Linked DNA regions of Mus musculus: regions 2 and 3 are each linked to region 1. The links are chromatin contacts, called in public HiChIP or PLAC-seq maps. All regions are on one chromosome and are shown on one strand. The core of a region is the stretch at or near the end of the contact, and the rest is flanking DNA. Distances in the headings are between cores, read along the strand shown.

Evidence for each region. HiChIP or PLAC-seq counts read pairs in DNA pulled down with a chosen protein or histone mark.
Region 2: an H3K27ac HiChIP or PLAC-seq map of cardiomyocytes shows a contact between it and region 1, with 4 times the contacts expected there. The contact joins the promoter of Isoc2a here to the promoter of Mboat7 in region 1. A contact is called at or near these places in 4 of 39 promoter capture datasets (cranial neural crest, liver and pre-B cells), 3 of 115 datasets of contacts at active chromatin or transcription factors (cardiomyocytes, large pre-B cells and pancreatic cancer cells) and 2 of 9 other capture datasets (embryonic stem cells and liver).
Region 3: an H3K27ac HiChIP or PLAC-seq map of embryonic stem cells shows a contact between it and region 1, with 4 times the contacts expected there. The contact joins the promoter of Tmem150b here to the promoter of Mboat7 in region 1. A contact is called at or near these places in 7 of 39 promoter capture datasets (the C10 cell line, cranial neural crest, embryonic stem cells and 3 more) and 4 of 115 datasets of contacts at active chromatin or transcription factors (embryonic stem cells, extraembryonic endoderm stem cells, large pre-B cells and 1 more).

The regions. Positions count from the first base shown.
Region 1 is chr7:3,691,203-3,695,088 of GRCm38.p6, forward strand. Mboat7 (membrane bound O-acyltransferase domain containing 7) reads right to left here and starts at 1,784. Exons shown (of 8, transcript NM_029934.4): 1 at 1,539-1,784; 2 at 838-916; 3 at 604-733; 4 at 60-186. The coding sequence starts at 913. It overlaps Tsen34 (tRNA splicing endonuclease subunit 34), which reads left to right and starts at 2,408. Exons shown (of 5, transcript NM_001164204.1): 1 at 2,408-2,687; 2 at 3,396-3,642; 3 at 3,776-3,886. The coding sequence starts at 3,400.
Region 2 is chr7:4,874,950-4,878,835 of GRCm38.p6, forward strand. It overlaps Isoc2a (isochorismatase domain containing 2a), which reads left to right and starts at 2,104. Exons shown (of 6, transcript NM_001101598.1): 1 at 2,104-2,244.
Region 3 is chr7:4,722,970-4,726,855 of GRCm38.p6, forward strand. Tmem150b (transmembrane protein 150B) reads right to left here and starts at 2,113. Exons shown (of 6, transcript NM_001142792.1): 1 at 1,939-2,113; 2 at 1,496-1,555; 3 at 1,340-1,407; 4 at 815-942. The coding sequence starts at 2,006.

The DNA of each region.
Region 1 (3,886 bases), core at 534-3,033:
GCAAGGAGGCTCCCCAGCTCCCAGGGAGACTAAAAGAAGTAGTGTTCGCCAAGTCTCACCTTCAGTGTCAACAGCAGCTGGACAGCATTGGTGAAGGGCGTGGGAGTGGGCAGGCCCAGCAGGCTGAGGGCTCGGAAGAAGAGGAGATAGGAGAAGGTCCAGGCAAGAGCCAGGGCATGGCAGGAGCTAGGACAGAGGTGGGAAGTCATAATGTTGGGTACAGGGACCTTAGCCTCTGTTTCCTTCTCCTGAGATACCCACCCCCGCCCCTGCCCACATTCAGACAGAGAAGAAGAGGTGAGAAGACTGGTGAGTAACAGAGACAGAAGAGGCACAGCCAGAGATAAGAAAAGAATGACCGGCATTAAGAGAAGCTTCTGGAAGAAGGAAGGCACTTCAGCCAGAGCTCAGCCTGACTGGACTATGGAAGTCAGTCTGCCACATGGATACTGAGGACTGGGGCAAAGACACAAGGTGGGAAGAAAGATGGCCAAGGCATAGCGACACACAGTAAGATTAAAGGAGAAGAAATAGAAGACTCGAAGAGGAAACAGACTGCTGCTTCTCTGCATCCTTCTTCCTTTCTCACCACCTAGTTCTCACCAGGGCTGGGCCTGAATGAGGGCCCAGGTTCCCAAGATGGTGATCAGAGAATGCAAACTGTGGGGGCCACAGGTGAATAAGGTGAGCCCCAGGCCCACAGCTGCTGCCCCCCATCTCTTCAGCCCAGGTCCTGAAAGGAAAAGGTAAAGTATAAGCCTAGAACCTTCGGGAGGGGTGATTCCCCACCCCAGCTCCCTCACCCTAATTTTCCACTAGACAAGGAACCTGACTCACCAGCTTTCTTAAAGAGGAAGCCAACAGGGATGGAGATAAGAAGGACCATTAGATATGTCCATTCTTCGGGTGTCATGGTCTGGGGGAGGAAGGACTCACAGTGAGAACCAGTATTCCAGTCCCTTCCTCTTTTGAAGACAGTAGAATCCCCTTTGAGAACCCAGGCCTCCAGCTCACTCCTCCTTCCAGGACCCAAGAATTAAGCCCCCACCCCACCCCTTTGCCAATGTTGAAATCAAAAGTACTTCTACTTCCATTTATGACCCACACCTTCCGGCCAGAAAAACAATCCTTCACAACACCCCTCTTCTCTGAGAGCCCAGGAATCTGTATCATCCTCACCCTCCTGAGTACATTGGAGCCCTTCTGGGTCCCCAATTTCCTCTGCGTCTTACAGGACCCAGTACTCCCACTCCCGCCCAGCTCGGAGAAGCCCAGCATTTAGCATCCTGTTTTCTAAGCTCTGAGCTCTGGGCTCCTCTTTAACCCGTACCTCGGAGAGAAGGCAATGACCCTGTACGATCTGCAAGCACCTTTCGTAGCCCAGCCCCGCGCAGCGAAGGCCAGCGTGTATCCGATTCTGCCTCGGCAGATCCACAGGCGGTTACGCCACCCAGCCCGGCCACGCTCTGGGCGCTGTCCCCGCACCCCGCCACCCTACGATCTTCGTGACGCCGCCATGCAACCCAACCTGGGCCCACCTGAACCGTCCGTGGGCCAGAAGACTGCGGAGCTCCTTTTCGAGGCCGCCTCGGCTCGCGCCACGCCTCCCCAGCTCAGCACGCCCCCGCACTGCCCGTTCTGGAGGGCGCCGGCAGGGCTGCGCGGTCCAGGCCCCGAGAGCCGCGGCTGTACGAGTTACAGCACCGCAAGAAAGGTACCCAGAACACCAGTCTGCCGCAAGATGCCTGTCGCGATCTTTCTAGGAGGTCCCCGGGCAAAGAGCTGCCAGTACGTGAAGGGGCGGGGTTTCGGGTCAGAGAGGCGGGGCCAAGATCTTCGAGTCCCGTTGAGACTTGAGGAGGAGGGACCTGGAGCTCAGAGACAGACTTTCAGCTTCGGATTCCTTCGGGCACACTCGGTCATTCAAGCCCTCGGCATGGAGTGCCACAGCTTCGGCTTACTTCGGGGATAGCCGAATTCCAAAGTCACGGCTCGGAATTAGATGCGTTTACAAACTCGGCCGGATGTAGGCGGGACCACACACTTCGGCTTGATTCGGAAATAATCGGGTCCAAAAGTCGTTGTGTAGTGTTAGGCGGGCTCAAGAACGCAGAACGAAGTAGGCGGGACCGCATGCTTCGGCTTACTTCGGAGATAGTCGGAATCAGCCGGGGTCCGAGAGTCAAAGAACCACGGGGTGTGGGCGGGATCGCATATTTGGACTTACTTCAGATAGCTGAATGCTTTTTCAGGTCACGGTCAAATGATATTGAGGGCAGCCGTTTTGGCCTAACTTTGGAAATAATCAGTAGACTTAACAGGCTGAGCTAATAGTCTTGAGGGAGGAAGGCGGAGCCACAGAAGACCGGAAAACGGCGAAGGGGCGGGGCCGACATGACTGGTGGATTTGGGGGCGAGGCCAGAGCAATGACCCTCAAGGTCCCATTTGTGCAGACCGGAGTGGCAGTGAGGGCTTTCTTGGCTTTTCCGCTTTGCTGACCTGACGGGATGACGGAGGACGCGCTACGTAGGGCCAGCTCCGCCTTAGCCGAGAGTTGGTGTTGGCTAGGGGTTGACTTATTGCCTCTGCCTGAGGACAGTACGACAGATTGAAAGGGAGCCACGACGCACACTGCACCTCGAGTGCGACTGTGGATTCAATCGTAATTGTGAACTCCTTAAATTGGGTAGGAAGTGGGCGGGGCCACAGCTGGAAGAACGATGGGATCTGGCTAGGGTCGAATGCTGAACCTTTTGCAACTTAGAGGGGGTGGCTGATTCTACTGAGCCGAGATCTCCCGCATGCGTTCGGGAATAGAGTCGAGATCTTCCGAAGGCTGAAACGCTTGCGTTCGGGTAGGCAGGACTCCCGATTGAGCCGAATTTAGGATGCTGGAACATCGAACAGCTGGCGCAAGACAGGACTGGGTTTCTTTTAAAGTCCGACTCAGAATAGGCGGGAAAGGCGAATCTGGGCACTTCGAAAGGGGAGGGGCTGGGCTCCAAGTATTTAGAAGAGGGTGTGGCTTGAGCAAACCACCCTACATTGAGGTTCTGAGATTTGACGGACGCATAAGAAGACACCCACTTTGCAAAAAGGGCGGTGCACCACTATGGCGGGAGGTCTCTCTGAGGGGACGAGAGATGGTGGTACGCTTTGGCAGAGAAGATGGTCACCTGGAGCTGAGGGGGAGCGGAACGGTGGGACCTGGGTGAGGGGCGTGGTCTTAACTGGTCCCTGGGTAGATCTTGGCTGGGGGGCGGGGGGGGGCAGGTGGCAACCCCAGCCCCGCCCCTTGGGGGGTGAGGGGCGGGGTCTTGCGCTGAGGGCGTGGAAGACTTCAGTCGGGTCGGTGGGGCTGTTTGGGTGACCGCGACGCACCCCCACTCCGCAGGAAGATGCTGGTGGTGGAGGTCGCAAATGGCCGCTCGCTGGTGTGGGGAGCCGAGGCCGTGCAGGCGCTGCGGGAGCGTCTGGGAGTCGGGGGACGCACGGTGGGCGCCCTGCCCCGCGGGCCCCGCCAGAACTCGCGCCTGGGCCTTCCGCTTCTGCTGCTGCCTGAAGAAGCCCGGCTCCTGGCCGAGATAGGCGCGGTGACCCTAGTCAGCGCCCCGCGCCCGGACCCCCGCAACCATGGCTTGGTAAGAAACGAAAGGCCCTGATAGTGGGAAGGCCTGGGAGGGCCTGTTGGAAGGTTGTAAACTGGTCAGAATTCCTGTCTTCCTAAGGGACTGCAGGATGTGTCTTGGGGTTCCAGTTAAGTTTACTTCTCAGGCCCTAGCATCGTTCAAACGCCAGCAAGAGCAGAGTTTCCAGGATCAGAACACTTTGGCAGCCGAGGCCCGGGAGACCCGGCGTCAGGAGCTTCTAGAGAAGATCGTAGAG
Region 2 (3,886 bases), core at 854-3,353, 1.2 Mb after region 1:
CACAGCAGCTTGGTGTGCAGGGAGGGGGAGCTAGTGAGGGATGACACGGTGCGGGGGTGGGGGTCTCCTTCCAAAAGAGAAGGGGAAGATGGAATGGGGGGAGGACTTGCTTGAGGGGTTACTGGGAGGAGGGGGCTGATATTGGGATGTTAAATCAATAAATAAATTGACTTAAAAATAATCTTAAAGCCGGGCGGTGGTGGCGTACGCCTTTAATCCCAGCACTCGGGAGGCAGAGGTAGACGGATTTCTGAGTTCAAGGCCAGCCTGGTTTACAGAGTTGAGTTCCAGGACAGCCAGGGCTACACAGAGAAACCCTGTCTCGAAACTCCCCCCCCCAAAAAAAATCTTAAAAGAGTTAATTGGGCCACTTTTTACCTCCTGCTAGCCCATACATAGAGCAGTGGTCCTCAGCCTTCTTAATGCTACAACCATTTAATATAGTTCATCATGTTGTGGTGATCCCCAACCATAAAATTATTTTCATTGCTACTTCATAAATGTACTTCTCTCCTGTTATGATTTGTAATGTAAATATCTGGTTTGCAGAATATCTGACATGTAACCCCAGTGGAAAGGTCACTGACTCCTCCCCAAAGGGGTTTCGACCCACGGGTTGAGAATCACTGCCCTAGAGACAGCCTCTGGAACTTTCATTGACTTTGCTCAGTGTTGAGTTCTGGGGCCTAGTATACAGTAGTTATACAATAAATGCATGCCAGTAGTGCTGGAACCTAGCCTTGGGGCCTCCTGCCATCTACTCTGAAAATCTGGCTATATAGGAACCTCCAGCAGTAGGGCCTCCAGTTGTGGGGACCAGGTGTCCCTGGGCTGCAGCCCCAGGGAATGTATAAACAGAAGTCTCACTGCGTACAGATCTCAGGGCCCAGTTGAGAGACCCCGAGGGACTGCACGGGCTCTAGGATGCACGGCTGAATGTTCTGAAGTAGAAATACAGATCAGAGCACACTCCTCAAGTGTGCAAAGGACTGGATGGCTGACGGTTCCAGAATGAGAGGTCACCCTGGGAGTGCGGGTGAGCCCTAACACCGTGCTTGTCTTATGGGGTAGATGGGTAGACTCCGGAGCCTGTAGCTTGCTGGTTAAGAACTGATACAGAAAGACAAAGTGCAGACAAGAGGGGAGGGTGCTCGTTGGGCGTCTCCTACATGACCAATTAAAACATAACTGGGCCTGAATATAAAACAGACAGTGTATGGGTGCAGAGGCAGAGGAAAGTGCCTGGAGATAGATAGCCAATTAGGGGAACAAAAGCCTCTTTAGCAAGGCGAGACTAGGCAGAGTCAACCTCAGCGATGAATGTTGAGGGCTTTTAAATGGAGACTTGGGAGGGGGTTGCATTGGCTGGAAAGAGAGGGATCCTGTCTCTGAGAGGGGTGCCAGTACCTCCAGGCCACAGGTCAATCACTTCACCTCCAGGCTCACACCCTACTCCAGAGCTCCCTCCAGAGGGGTGAAATTGAGGCCCAAATGACTCCTGGGAACAGGAAGCCTGGCCTCTGTAGAATCCATGGAATCCTGAGATTCATCAATGGCATGCCTGCTTGTATCTACTTAATTTTTCCCATCTATTTATTCTGTGGTGTGTGTGTTTCTGTCTTTGCATACGTGCCTGCGCCACATCAGGTCTGCAGAGGTCAGAAGACAAGTTGCAGGACTCAGTTCTCTTCTTCCAAAATAAGGGTTCTAGAGATTTCTACAGAAATCAGGTCCAGACCTTGCTGAACCCTGCAAGCCAGTCTTTTAGTGGGGTTCAGGGAGCAGGCTTTCAGTGTGTAGCCCACGATGGTGCAGGTACCTTTAGCTCAGATAAGAAAGGCAGGTTGTAACTGTGAGGCGCAGCAATAATACAAGGTGCAACCTGATAACCTCTACCTTCATTCCCAGTTAGAATCTGAGCTCTCAGCAGAGGCCGCCTCTCAAGCCCTCATCGGCTCTTCATTGGTTCTGTGCGCTATCTCTCCACCCCTTAGGCTTCTGCGGACCAATCAGATTCTCATGACTGACCCGCCTTAGCCGCCCCTCCCCCTTACAGGGCGCAGCCGAGGCGCGAGCTGATTGGCCTGCTCGGGAGGGAGGGGTAGACACGTAAGGGGAGCAGACCTCGTGTCCAAAGTGGGCAAAACGGTGACCCAGCCCGGAACTAGTGACAGTCCAGTGGGGGAGAGTGCGCTGAAGGGACCTAGTGGAGGGACTTGCTGCACTCGAACCTGGTACCGCCGGGTAAGTCCAACTGCCCGTCCTTACAGACGGAGGAAACGGAAGGTTTGCGGGGTGTCCAGCTGAGGAGGGGCTCCAGTTGGTCTCAGGATGGATCATCAGGGAGGAACTTCAAGCTTCTCCAGAGCTAAGTTTTGTATCAGCCCCAGGAGTGGGCGATTCTCACGCCCATTTCTTCCAAGAAGAAAAGCGTCCCAGAGACACAGAGCTTAGAAATCTGGGTTCCTGTAGTGGTGTGCAGTAACCACTTGCCCAATTAAGCAACCTCATCCCCAGTCTGTCCGCAGGAGGTCACTTACCCCAGCCTAAGACAGGTTTCCTTTACTGAGCTGAGGCCTCCTTCCAGGACCCCCACGATGTCCCGAAATCTCTCTGCAGTCTAGACACCCTCTTCACTTTTCACACGCGCGTCCCACCTCCACTCTTTCATTGTCTCCCTTAGATTGGTTATTTTCTGTCCCAGCTCTCACCCAGGTTCCGTTTCGTCTGCAGATCATACCTAGCTGGCCTGAACTTTTTCTTTCTTTTTTATTCTCTCAGATACTACATCTCGACTGCAGTTTCCCCTCCTCCCTCCCTCCCCAACAGCCCTCCTTCCCTCCACTGCTCTTTCTTTTCCGAAAAGGGCATGCCTGCCCTCAGACGCCAACCAAACATAGCACATCAAATTGCAGTAAGACTGTGCACCTCCCCTAGTATTAAGTCTGGAGAAGGCCGCTCAGGATGAGGAAAGGGTCCCAAAAGCAGGAAAGAGTCAGAGACAGCCCCTCTCCCACTGTTAGGAGTTCCACTAGAAGACCAAGCTGCACAACCCAAACACATATGTAGAGGGCCTATATCAATCCCGTGCAGGCTCCCTGGTTGCTGGTTCAGTCCCTGTGAGCCCCTATGAGCCCAGGTTAGTTGATTCTGTGGGTTGTCTTGTTGTCTTTGACCTCTCTGACTCCTGCAATCTCCCCCTCTTTTCTGCAGGACTCCCCAAGTTCTTCCTAATGTTTTGATTGTGGTTCTCTTCATCTCTTTCCATAAGTTGCTGGATAAAGTGTCTCTGATGACAGTTGGGCCAAGCACCAATCTATACCATTAGGCATCTCAATTTTAAAAAAAATATTTATTGCTGCCAGGAGTGTTTGGTTCTATCCTAGGTCTCTGGGCTATCTAGCCTCCCAGGTAGTGGGTTGGGCTCCCTCTGGTGGCTTGGGTCTCCAGCTGGGCCAGTCATTGGCTGGCTACTCCCACCATTTCTGGGCCACCTTTACCCCAACACATCTTGTGAGCAGGACAAGTTGTAGGTCAGAGGTTTTGTGGCTGGGTTGGTATCCTAATCCCTCCACTGGAAGTCTTGCCTGATTACAGGAGATGGCTGGTTCAGGCTCCATATCCCCCCTGTCTTAGTTAGGGTTTTACTGCTGTGAACAGACACCATGACCAAGGCAAATCTTTTTTTTTTCCCCATTTTTATTAGGTATTTAGCTCATTTACACTTCCAATGCTATACCAAAAGTCCCCCATACCCACCCACCCCCGACCAAGGCAAATCTTATAAAAAACCAACATTTAATTGGGGCTGGCTTACAGGTTCATAGGTTAAGTCCATTACCTTCAAGGTGGGAGAATGGCAGTATCCAGGCAGGCATGGTGCAGG
Region 3 (3,886 bases), core at 863-3,362, 1.0 Mb after region 1:
AACAAGAGTGGGGCTCACCTGTAATGCCAGAACTCAGGAAGTGGAGGCAGGAGGTCTAGGGGAGTTCAAAGCTATCCTCCAATACATATCGAGTTCTAGCCTGGCCTTGGCTACTTGAGACCCTCGCAAAATAAAAAGTCCTTAAGGAAGGAAAATAATAACAGTAACACAGTCGTAGGTTGAGAGACATAGGAACAAATGAGCAAGCAAGCAAATAAATTAAGAAAATGACAGTGGAGGCAGTCTGACTATCCTGTGGTCTCACCCACCCTGCACCTCCTCATCTTTCAGCAAGAGACTGTACATCAGTACATCAGAGACAGAACATAAAACACAGTAACAAAATAGACCAGTGAGATTTTTCCTGTCCTTTGTCCATTCATTCATTCTAAAGTTAATCTGCAGATCTTCATGAATGCCAGAACTAGAATCTGTGAGTCTCTGTTCATTTCTGACCACCCACAGATAAACTAGATTGCTCTAGGGTACAGCCAACAGCAACTGAACAGAATTCGGTGGAGATTCTGGTAAGACTCGATCATTGTACCGCACTGCAACAATTTCATGAGGAAGTGAGGCAGATAATGGTGGCTGCAATAAAATTCTCCCAACCTCCGAGGGTTCCACAAGGTTCTGAACACACACCCTAATACATACAGGACACCCCATAAAGCCCTCTATAGTGCAAGAGTCGTGAGAACTACAAACCCCAGAAAGCTTTGCGAGCCGAGTACACAGAAAGAGCCACCAGAAGCCGTAGGGAAATGTAGTCCAGTTCCCCCCGCCCCCCAGGTTGCTTTCCAGCGCATCTCACCTGGAAGTTGCCTACTATGGAGGTACCCAGGGCACAAAGGATCCCCGACCACAGAATTAGCTGGTTTTGCCAGGTTTTGACGCCCCAGTCCCGGAGTTGGTGATGACGCACAATGCAGATCCAAACAGCTAGGAAAGAGAAGTGAGAGGCAAACTCATCACAGGATTCGCAGCTGGAGGGGAAGATTTGAAACAGGAAAATGCTGGTGTCCCAGTTAAACATAGGATGAGGGAAGAAGGGATTTGGAGGTACGGGCTTGGAGGTTTGAGGGAGACGGACTGGGATCTGGATTCCTGGATCTGAGGGGGAAAGACTGGGGTATGGACTCTGGGTCTGAGAGAAGAGAATTGGGGTCTAGACTCCTGGGTGTGAGGAAGGAGGTCTGGGGCATGAACCTTGGGGTCTGAGGGAAGAAGGCTCCTGGCTTTCAGGGAAACCAGTTGCTCTGGTCTGAGGAAGGAGGAGATGGGGACCCTTTAGGCACCTTTGGGCTGGCAGTGAAAGGAAAGGTATAGAAATACTTACTTAGAGCAGCTCCTATATTGAGGACTTGGCCGAAAATGCAGCTCTGAGGAGCATAAGAGCCACAGATACTGCAAAAGAAGAACAGGGTCATCTTTTGGCTCCTCCCAGACAAGACCCTCTATTTGCCTCCCCCATCACCACCTCAGCCATAACAACCTGATAAAAGGGAAGCCTTCGTTGAGGTCCACAGAACCATTAACCACAGCGATTGCAAAACTGAGACGAGAGGAATACAGGAAGTTAGTAAGTGGATCTTGTAGAGAGCTTTCCTTTCTGTTCCCTAAACCAAACACTTCCCTGTGTTAATGGACTTCTGGCCTCTATCCTGTGTCACAAGAAGCCATCCAAAAACCAGCTGTCTTCCCTCAGACCCAAAAATCCAAACATTAGCTCTCCTCCCTCAGACCTGGAGTCCAGTCCCCAGCCCTCCTCCCTCAGACCTGGAGTCCAGTCCCCAGCCCTCCTCCCTCAGACCTGGAGTCCTGTCCCCAGCCCTCCTCCCTCAGACCCAGGAATCTAGCCCTCCTTCAGACCCAAAAGTCCAGACCCCAATCTTCCTCCCTCAGACCCAAGCATCCTTTAGGGCCTCTGCTACTTACACAATCCAGATGCCAGCTATAGCCCACAGAAATAAGATGACAGGCAGCAAGGACAGGTAATTCCACATTGCTGCGCTCTGCAGTGGAAGTGAAGAAGCTGGATCTCCAAGCAGTCTTTAGGTGTGTGGTGCTGAAGACGGCCCACCTGCTTTTGTGGTCCCACTGGCTGGAAGCCTGGCCTTGCTCGGGGCTCTTTTCCCTATCTTCTTCAGACCCAATCAACTGTTGTTGGTCTGTTTTCCTGGCTCTTCACTGCCAGCTCCCAGGCTCCGGGTTCCCTTAGGGCCCTCACCTTTCCAAGTTCCCTCAAATTCTCTCCATTTCCTTAATACATTTAGATCTGAGTGGCAGTACCAGGTGATTCCAGGTGTGGCAAAAGAAGGCAGGCCTCCGAATTCCGGAAGAGGCAAAGTCCAGGCTGAGTGTGTATGAGATATTCAGCTTTGGGTCTAATCAGTAGTCATCGTCTGTAATCTACCCAAACAACTACTTCCTGTCTCAGATTCGTAAAAGGGACACTCTTGCTTCAGGGAGCCCCTAACTTCCTTCCTACAGTTTTGTGGGTTCAACGTCCAAATCCCCCGGTACTTTATCCTCCCCACAAACTACATACAGCTCCCTGAATGCATACATACATGTCACTTCTGGAGTCCAGCCACCATTACCTACCTGCAAATGCAGGTCTCTTTTCTGGAGTCTTCTATAGCCCCTGCTGACCTGGAGTTGGTGATGTTCCCGTCCTGTCTCCTGAAGAGCTGTAGGCTGCTTGTCCATTCTGGGATTGTGCCTTCTGGGTTCAGTCTTTTGGGTTGCTTGATGTGGGATCTTGATGATCCCACCCCACACGCTCCTCTTCTCTTCCCTTCCCCTCACCCTTTCTTTTTCTGTTCTAACAAGAGTTCCCCAGGCTGGTGAGATGGCTCAGCGGTTAAGAGCACTGACTGTTCTTCCAGAGGTCCTGAGTTCAAATCCTAGCAACCACATGGTGGCTCACAACCACCTGTAATGATATCTGACACCCTCTTCTGGGGTGTCTGAAGACAGCTAGAGTGTACTTATGTATAATAATTGGCCCTGAGCGAGCAGGATTGACCAGAGCGAGCAGAGGTCCTAAAAAAATTCAATTCTGAACAACCACATGAAGGCTTACAACCATCTGTATAGCTACAGTGTACTCATATACATAAAATAAATAAATAAATCTTTTTTAAAAATTCCCACAATGGGCAGGGTGTGAGTGGGGAAGGTGATAGTGGTTATAAGATCCCCATCTGCAATCTCTACCCCCACAAGCAGCTTCTTAGACTTTCTATCTTTGTTTTCTGAGACAGGATGGATCTTAGTACATAGCCTAGATTGACCTCGGATGCAAGATTCTCCTACCCCGGCCTTCCTAGTGCTGGGATTAGGGCCTAGAGAGACAGCTCAGTGGATAACAGCACTTGTTCTGGAAACCTGAACATCTGGATTTGAATACCCAGTACCCACCACACAAGCAGGCCTGTTTGTGCACACCACTGTTGCAGCAACAAAGTCAAAGACAGATTCCCAAGAGCCAGCCTAGCCTAAAAGACAACAAGCATCCCTTCGGATGAGGAGACCTGAGGGAACAGGGAGAAGGTAAAGAAACCATCTGACATCTCCTCTAGCCCTAACTTGTATGCGTGCACTCACATGGTGCTACATGCCCTCCCCCAATGAAATAATAATGGTAATGATAAAAATAATTAATGGCTGGTGAGATGGCTCAGTGGGTAAGAGCACCCGACTGCTCTTCCGAAGGTCGGAAGTTCAAATCCCAGCAACCACATGGTGGCTCACAACCACCCGTAATGAGATCCGATGCCCTCTTCTGGTGCGTCTGAAGACAGCTACAGTGTACTTTACATATAATAAATAAATAAATAAATAAATAAATCTTTAAAAAATAATAATAATTAGTGTCAAG